Regions from separate parts of the Mus musculus genome. Here region 2 is linked to region 1. Evidence: chromatin contacts called from public promoter capture Hi-C data. All regions are on one chromosome and are shown on one strand. The core of a region is the stretch at or near the end of the contact, and the rest is flanking DNA. Distances in the headings are between cores, read along the strand shown.

What was found. Promoter capture Hi-C pulls out the DNA fragments that hold promoters and counts their contacts.
Region 2: a contact with region 1 is called in a promoter capture Hi-C map of liver. The contact joins the enhancer-like site here to the promoter of Ndufv3 in region 1. A contact is called at or near these places in 1 of 39 promoter capture datasets (liver), 1 of 15 datasets of contacts at CTCF or cohesin (the NIH/3T3 cell line), 11 of 484 Hi-C or Micro-C datasets (bone marrow-derived macrophages, cerebellum, colorectal tumor organoids and 2 more), 14 of 115 datasets of contacts at active chromatin or transcription factors (the 230-238 cell line, CD8 T cells, the HPC-7 cell line and 7 more) and 4 of 9 other capture datasets (adipose tissue, embryonic stem cells, liver and 1 more).

The regions. Positions count from the first base shown.
Region 1 is chr17:31,517,642-31,521,573 of GRCm38.p6, reverse strand. It overlaps Ndufv3 (NADH:ubiquinone oxidoreductase core subunit V3), which reads right to left and starts at 1,459. Exons shown (of 4, transcript NM_030087.2): 1 at 1,313-1,459; 2 at 1-5. The coding sequence starts at 1,360. It also overlaps a transcript of Wdr4 not described here.
Region 2 is chr17:31,605,508-31,609,399 of GRCm38.p6, reverse strand. Pknox1 (Pbx/knotted 1 homeobox) reads right to left here. Exons shown (of 11, transcript NM_016670.3): 11 at 1,707-3,892. Among named protein-coding and RNA genes, the nearest start is that of Cbs, 30 kb to the left of the region's middle. Within about 2 kb of position 1,654, at least 4 of the 459 cell types and tissues checked have an H3K27ac peak or open chromatin away from gene starts, as enhancers often do. A contact at or near this core is called in liver, where this site is marked.

The DNA.
Region 1 (3,932 bases), core at 210-2,709:
ACAGCCTGGGGAGAGCAGACAAGCAAAGATACTCACTTCGATAACAGCCATTACAATGTATTATATATTCATATTCACATGGCACACTTATTACAATGGTCATAACATATGGGAATTATGAATGCTCTGACAAATACCCCAAAAGCTGCAAGAAAAATATACCCCAAGTTCCAGGAAAATCACTATTAGCATCTGGGTAAATGAAAACAACTTTATTTCCCTAATCTTTGCAGAAATTTCCCAAAATAGGCACTTGGAAAGTTTTTATTAAAAATAAAGACTTTGCCAGCTTCGTTATACAAAGCTTCAGGATATCTTGGAGAAGAGCCTGGTTCTATGTTCTGCAGAAACCTGGGGCTCAGGGGTTGGGAGGATGGGAGACAGATGCTTCTGAGAAAAGCTCTTGCTGTCACGTGTCCTGCAAAGCCTCAGTTAGACAGACCTGTGTTGGGGGGAGGGGGGGAGCCTGTGTTAGCATGGGGGAGGGGGGAGGGAAGTGCTGGCCTCTGGATGGCAGCCATCATGCCGGCTGTAACACTCAGGCCTGGATCCTGGATGCAAGGCCCAGTTGGCTCTCAGCCCAAGACTCCTGGGTCTTAATACAGGGCAGCCAGTTTACTCTACTGGCTATTTTGTTACTTTACAAAATACTATGTTTCTTTTTGCAAAATTATCTCCCTACAGTTAGTAAAGTTGCAGAAACACTATCTACTAGTAAATAGGATGTAGATAATTGCTTCAGAAGTGTTACAATTTGAGAAGAATCTTATTGTAATTCAGCCGGCAACCGCTAAGGTATGTGTTAGATCCTAGGATGCTTCATGCTAGGGAGGGGGTTGGGGGGTGGAGCAAAAGAACCGGAAAACTTCTATTTATACTGATGATTCTCCGTGTGTGTACAAATTATGTGTACCGATACACGCTGGAAAAAAATCGCTGGGAGCAATATACCTGAAGGAATAATTAAACAGTGCCCATTTGACGACGGGAGCCCTCTGTCACCTGTATTTTATATTGCTGTGAGCATTTCCTGCTTTGGGGCCAGTTCAATGACAGCTCTTGACAAGCAAGCGCAGGGCCCTAGGTTCCATCCACCGAACCCAACCCAAACAAAACCCAATACTAGTTTTGCAGAGAAAGCCAGGTTTCGTTTTAAAAACAGCCTCAGTGACTCGGTTTCACTCCTGCAGAGAAAACCCTTCTGTCCGGGTCAGGTGAGCACAGGCCCTAGGACCCCTCTCCGCACCGGGCCCACGGGTGCAGTTAAGGGTCAGGCTAAGGGCCCGGTATGTCCCGCCCGTTAGCCCTTTACCTTCAGCGCCCGGATCCGTCCTCCCCGCAGGAGGAGAGAGACCGCCATGGCACAAATGCCAAGAGCGGAGGTCGCACTTAGGTACGTGACCTACTTGTGCACACGCACCACCCCAGGCTCCGCCCCGCGTCCACGTTCACCAATCGCACACCATGGTGGACCCAAGCGTTTGCGCGCGCATTCTGGGAGGGCTCCTTAAGGCCACGCCCCTAACTGAGTCCACCAATTCCGGGTTCGGGAAAGCGTGGGGTCCTCCCCTGGGTAGATCCCGCTGAAAGTCCCGCCCCTCCGATTTGGGCCTGCCCACCTTGCCCTGATCTCGCCCTTAACTCTGGTCTGTAACCTACCAAAATTGCACAGCTAGAATCATGTCCTTTGCGTTTCTGGTTCGACTTGAGAGACTTCTGTGTTTGGTGAGATCTTTGTGAGTTTGTTGTTTCTTGGAGATACAACTCGGTGGTAGTGCGCTTGCCCAGTAGGGGCGTGGTCTTGAACAAACAAACCAGAAGCTGGGCATGGAGGTGCCCACCTACCATACCAGCAGTAGGGCTAGTTCAAAGACAGCCTGCTCTTTTACAGAGTAACTGTAAAGATTGTTTGTAATCAATAGATAAACTTGGGGCTAGAGAGATGGCTCAGCGATTAAGAGCACTGACAGCTCTTCCAGAGGTCATGAGCTCAAATCCCAGCAACCACATAGTGGCTCATAACCCTCTATAGTGAGATCTGATGCCCTCTTCTGGTGTCTGAAAATAGCTACAGTATACTTATATATAACAATTAAGTGTGGGGGGGGGGGAGGAGAAAGAAAAGTACCTGTCATTTGTCCCTATTATACACACACACACACACACACACACACACACACATATATATATATATACTCACACACATGCACACCCAACTTCACCAGTTGAGGACCAAGCCTTTAACACACAAAGCTTTTTGGAGAACCATATCTAAGGCACAGCTGTGTTACAGTATGTGTTATTGGAATTCCTCTTCCCACTGATTGATTGGTGGCCCCTCGCACACGTTTGCCCAGTGCACAGTAAGTATTTCACATAGATGGTTATGTCTATACCTCCAATTTTCCACCAAGGAAAATTCAATGTCAGTGAAAGGATTCAGAACAATGAAATGAATTACTGAGAAGAAAAAAAAATATTAGAGCTGTTAATGCTGTGTCCAGGCTGTCAGGGGGACAATGGCATGACGGGAGCTCCAAGGAGTGTTCAGGCTCCAGAGACAGAGTGCATTGCAGGCCTCTGAAGACTGGAGACAGCCCATGTGAGAGCATCTTCTAGATCTGAGAATGGGAAAGGTTTCTGTGACATGAGATTGCTACGGACACTGTGGGCTGAGAAGAAGCTCGATCTACCACACAAATAATTGTCCTTCTTCACCTACTCTTGTCTCCAGGGGACACTTGCATGCTTTAGAGGTGAGTAAATAATACTGAGGGGAACGGGTACCACCTGTCCTTTGTGGGACTGGAGTTGGAGCTGTAAAACCATAGGACTCAAAACCTCCACTTCTCACAGCCGACCAGTTTAGACGCTGGAGGAACTGGGAGATGCAAGAACAAATGCAAGGGAAAGACTACTCAGTGGGAGAGCTGTATGCATTTGCCCTCCGAGGGCTCATGAGCTGGAAGTTCTTGGTCTCCAGGGTGATGGTGAAGGACTAGAAGCAATAAGAGGTGGGGCTGTGGGAAGTAATCCATTATTATGGGTGTAGTAAGAGGTGGAGCCCATGGAAAGTAATTCCTCACTATGGGTACAGCTCTTGGAAGGGACTAATATAGCTACTATGGGAACCTGGTAATTCTCATAAGAAGTGTGTGATGTTTTGAGGGTGATTGCCTTGGTTGATTTGGAGGGTTTTGTTTTGTTTTGTTTTGTTTTGTTTTTAAGACAAAGTCTCCCTATGTAGCCTAGGCTGTCCTTGAACTTACTCTCCTTAGGAATCTGTCTTTCCCTCCTTCCTCTTTTGTTTCTTTGTTTCTTTTCTTTTAAAGATGTATTTATTTTATGTATGTGAGTACACTGTCCCTGTCTTCAGAAGAGAACATCAGATCCCGTTACAGATGGTTGTGAGCCACCATGTGGTTGCTGGGAATTGAACTCAGGACCTCTGGAAGAGCAGATGGTGCTCTTTACCTCTAAGCCATCTCAGCCATCTCTCCAGTCTTCTCTTCTCTTCTCTTCTCTTCTCTTCTCTTCTCTTCTCTTCTCTTCTCTTCTCTTCTCTTCTCTTCTTTCTTCTTTCTCTTCTCTTCTCTTCTCTTCTCTTCTCTTCTCTCTCTCTCTCTCCCTCTCTCTCTCTCTCTTTCAAGACAGGGTTTCTCTGTGTAGCCCTGGCTGTCCTGGAATTCTCTGTAGACCAACCATGGCCTCAAACTCAACAGAGATCCAAACGCCTCTGCCTCTCTGTGCTGGGAACAAAGATGTGCACAACCACCACTCAACCCATTATTTTCCTTACGTGCTGCTCAACCACAGCTATGTTGTTATAGCCTCAGCAAATGGACCAATACACACAGAGTGTGACCCCAAGCCAGGCTGATAGAGGAGGGGTTCTGTAGGTGGGGGGGGGTACCAAGGGGAGGAAGAGATAG
Region 2 (3,892 bases), core at 405-2,904, 88 kb before region 1:
CTGACCGTTAGAGATTTATTAACCTGCTTTTGGAATATGCTACTAGCCTTGGATGACAACCCCCACTGAATACATCCTTCTAGAATTGTTCTATTTTGATGATTTATAACGATGTTACCTGTTCTGTTTGTGATTCACTGAATACATAGTTTTAGAGTTGTAATGCTTGGATGATTTTTGTGCTTTACCCTGCCAAATGATTTTTGTTGGTATTTGGGTTTTTTTGTTTGTTTGTTTTGGTTTTGGTTTTTTCGAGACAGGGTTTTCTGTGTAGCCCTGGCTGTCCTGGAACTCACTTTGTAGATCAGGCTGGCCTCGAACTCAGAAATCCGCCTGTCTCTGCCTCCCAAGTGCTGGGATTGAAGGTGTGCACTACCGCCGCCCGGCTTTTGTTGGTATTTGTGATTGTCTCACTGGCTATAGCTTCTAAGAGATGTAACATTTGGTTTTTTAATGTATAAAATCCCCTGCTTGAGAGCTGCAGAATACACTCAGATTCCATCTGCCTCTGTGTTTGTTTCTGTTTGTCACCGCTGAATCCTTACCCATCCAGCTTCAAGGACCTTCATTCCAGGGACCCCCATACCCGACTGGGCACAGTCCCATGTGCCCAGGCTGTTTTTGAAACTGCAATTCCACTGCCTCAGCACCCTAGATACTGGGATTATCAGCATGAGCCACTATATCTGGCAACATTTAGGTCTGAAAAAGGGGGTGGGGCTCATAGGACACAGCAAAGACTAGAGTTCTAACTGTACAAAGACATATAACTATGACACCAGGGCTTCCTCTGAGTTCATAGAAAGGCTTGTGGGCTAAGCACTGTATAAATCAACAAAATGCAAATCCCTAAGCTTTAATCTGAACATGTCACCTACCTGTGGTGTCTGCTAGGCCACCGTTGCTCTGCTTGTTTCTGTCTAAATAGGCGTGTTGGGTCTTGTTAGCCACAGACATCATTTTCAAGCTTGGTGAAACCTGTAAGCCAGACTTTCCCTTCTCACAAAGGAAACCCTTGAGAGCCTGGTACTGGTGGCCCAAGGTCTTATCTATCCACCTTGGACAGCAGAGTTCAAGGACACATATCTCCACCTTCTGAAAGTCAAATGCTTCCAGCCATTGGCCACCCAAAGTCAATTTCAGATGTTCTTTTGAGACATGGTCTGTCCTGTCTCAGACTTAGGAAGCAGTCGACTTTGAGCTTGGACTTCTGCTTTTCTGACCCTCTACTCCCAATTGCCCGGATTATGGGGTGCTGGCCACTGAACCCAGGGTTCTGTGCATGCCAGGCAAGCGCTATACCAACTGAGAGCATCACCCCTGGCCCTTAGATACACTTCTGAAGGAAAACAGCCTGTTGGTCCACGGTTCCAAGCACAAACTGGGGACCTGCAACACCTCCTGCACGTGTCCAGGGGCACCTTGCAAGGGGTTTTACAGTGTGGGACCAGCAAAGGTGACAGGTCTGGACCCATCAATCATTCTCTTGTTAGGCCAAAATAATCCAGTGTATGAAATGTTACGATGAAAAATCTGCTTTGCAGTTTTTTTTTTCCTTGAGAAAATGTCAACTAATTGAAGCCAAACAGCTAGGGTAGCCTCAACTCCCCACCCTGGTGTCACTGCAAGGTGTGTGGCAATCTTGAGGATCTTGCCTAGGAGTGACAAAGTCCACTTTGGTGGCACAAGCTTTACAGAATCAATCGTCCACAAGGCATGTTTCTGGTTTTAATTTTTTTTTTCTTTGATAAATCAATTGCTTCACAAAAATCCTTTTAAAGACAACAATCCAAGAAAACATATTGTTACAGTATTCACATTTTAAAGATTGTCAGTTTCAAAGACCGAACTTAACTGAAGAAGGCAGCCTGCTGTGTTCCAGTCACAACCTGCGGGAGGGGCCTCTGGGATGGGCATTTCCCTGCCAGCCATGGGGGAGGAGCAAGTCTCCCGCTGCCCCCACAGGTGCACTGGCCACCCAGCAGGCTACACAGTGGCCCGTCAGCCCTAGCCGCAAGGGTCACAGTGCATATTGCATATACACTTCTATTTGACAATCTGGAATCAAGAAAGCAGAAAACCTGAGCCCACCGGAGGAGTGGGTCAGCCAGTCTAGATTTCTGCTAGACAGCCAAACAGCAGGAATGACACGAGTTGACTGTAGGTCTCAGAACACATTCAAAAGGCTCCAATGTTTGGGAGTCTGACCATTTAAACAAAGCTCAAAGGTTTTCTGCACTGGCCAAGGAAAGGCGAGCAGGAGTTTTGCTCGATTTTTTTTTTTTTTTTTTGAAACTGGGTTTCACTACACACCAGAGGCCAACTCGACCTTGCAGCAATCCTCCTGCTTCAGCCTCCTAAGTGCTTGTTTACAGGAATATGCCATTGTGCCCAGCAAGCAGGTGTCTCAAAGGTGCAACTGGCAGACACCAAATCTGCTGGGCAGGGACTCTATGAACCAGCATGGCTCGCCTCATGGGGAGCACTTAAAAGCATCTCTGTGCACGGGGAGGTGAAAGGATATGACCCTGTGCCAGCTCTTTTACTAGCTTTTTTTTTTTAAGACAGGGTCAAGTAGCCCAGGCTTGCCTCCTGTCTCAGGTTCCTGAGTGTTGGGATTACAGGAGTGTGTCACCGTGCCTGGGGTTCTCTTACGATCTTCATGATATTCCTTTGATTTAGCAGGCTAGAGTTCTGTGCTTAGGAAAGATGATTTCAACTGGAAAGGACACGGTAGAGCATGGTGTTCGAATCCCAGCTAGAGCGCCACCAGCTGGTGCAGCAGGGGCTGTGCTTCCATTTTGGGGACTGGCAGAGCTCTGCAGGGCTCACAAGAGAGATGTACTTCTGCTCTAAACCTAATAGAGCCAGCTGATCGTGCAGGCTTTTGTATGCCGGACTTAAACTGTTAAAACAGTTTGTAAATAGGTAAGGGAAAGACTGCTTGAAATAGTATTCTCTCCTCAAAGGAGTTGCTGGCAAGTTCTGGGGGTTTTATTTTGCTGTCTTGGACGCACCTTAAGTGGTTCAAACGGAGCCCCCATTCTTTTTGCTGACTACTTGGCTGTTCAGGTGTGCTCAATGGCTGAAGAGAATCAAGACATTTGGGGTGATGGTGAACTATTCCTGAATTAGCTAAAGAGGTAACCGTGGGGTAACCGTGGGGCCCAAGGCAGGGACCCCTAGACAGCTGTTCCCTATCTGCAGGTGGCCTAGGTACCACTGTGAAGACAGATGCCTGTTTCCTAAGAAAAAGCTTCCCAAGTAGACCCAAACAAACCAAACCAAATCTCAGCCTTGACACTCAGAAATGAGGTCCTCAAACTGTCCTGAGTCTGTAGTGGTAACAGAGAGGGGGAGGAGCCTGGAGAGTGAGTGACAGTGAGAGCCACCAGTGGGCCCCACCGCCACGTTACAGCCATGGTTCTAACTTCTAGGTGTCTGCCAGTAAGAAAGACAGTTTAGGTGTTTGCTGTTTACACCAGCTCTGAGCCAGTGGGGCAGAACACACTTTATATTAGTTTATAATAAACATTCTCTATATAACAGGTTTTAACTAAAAAAAAAAAATCTAAAATTACCACCCAGTTAACATAGCCAGGCAGCCATGGAACTGCAGTCAGACTAGGCGTGGCAGAGCCCTCACTTACCGTACGTCCTACTGAGTACACTGTGTAAGATGCTCTAGCGAGTGTAAAATGTAGCAGTCTGCATCACACATGAGCAGAAACTGGAGATGTCAAAAGCTCACTTGACAGTTGTTTCCTTTTAGCAGCTGAGGCGAGCCCTCTCCTCCCCAGAGAGCAGGAGACCATGAGCAGGTGGCCGCCTTTCAGAACATTCCGAATCGAAAGACAAGCATGTGCTGTTGCTTCTCTAGAAATTTATCCTC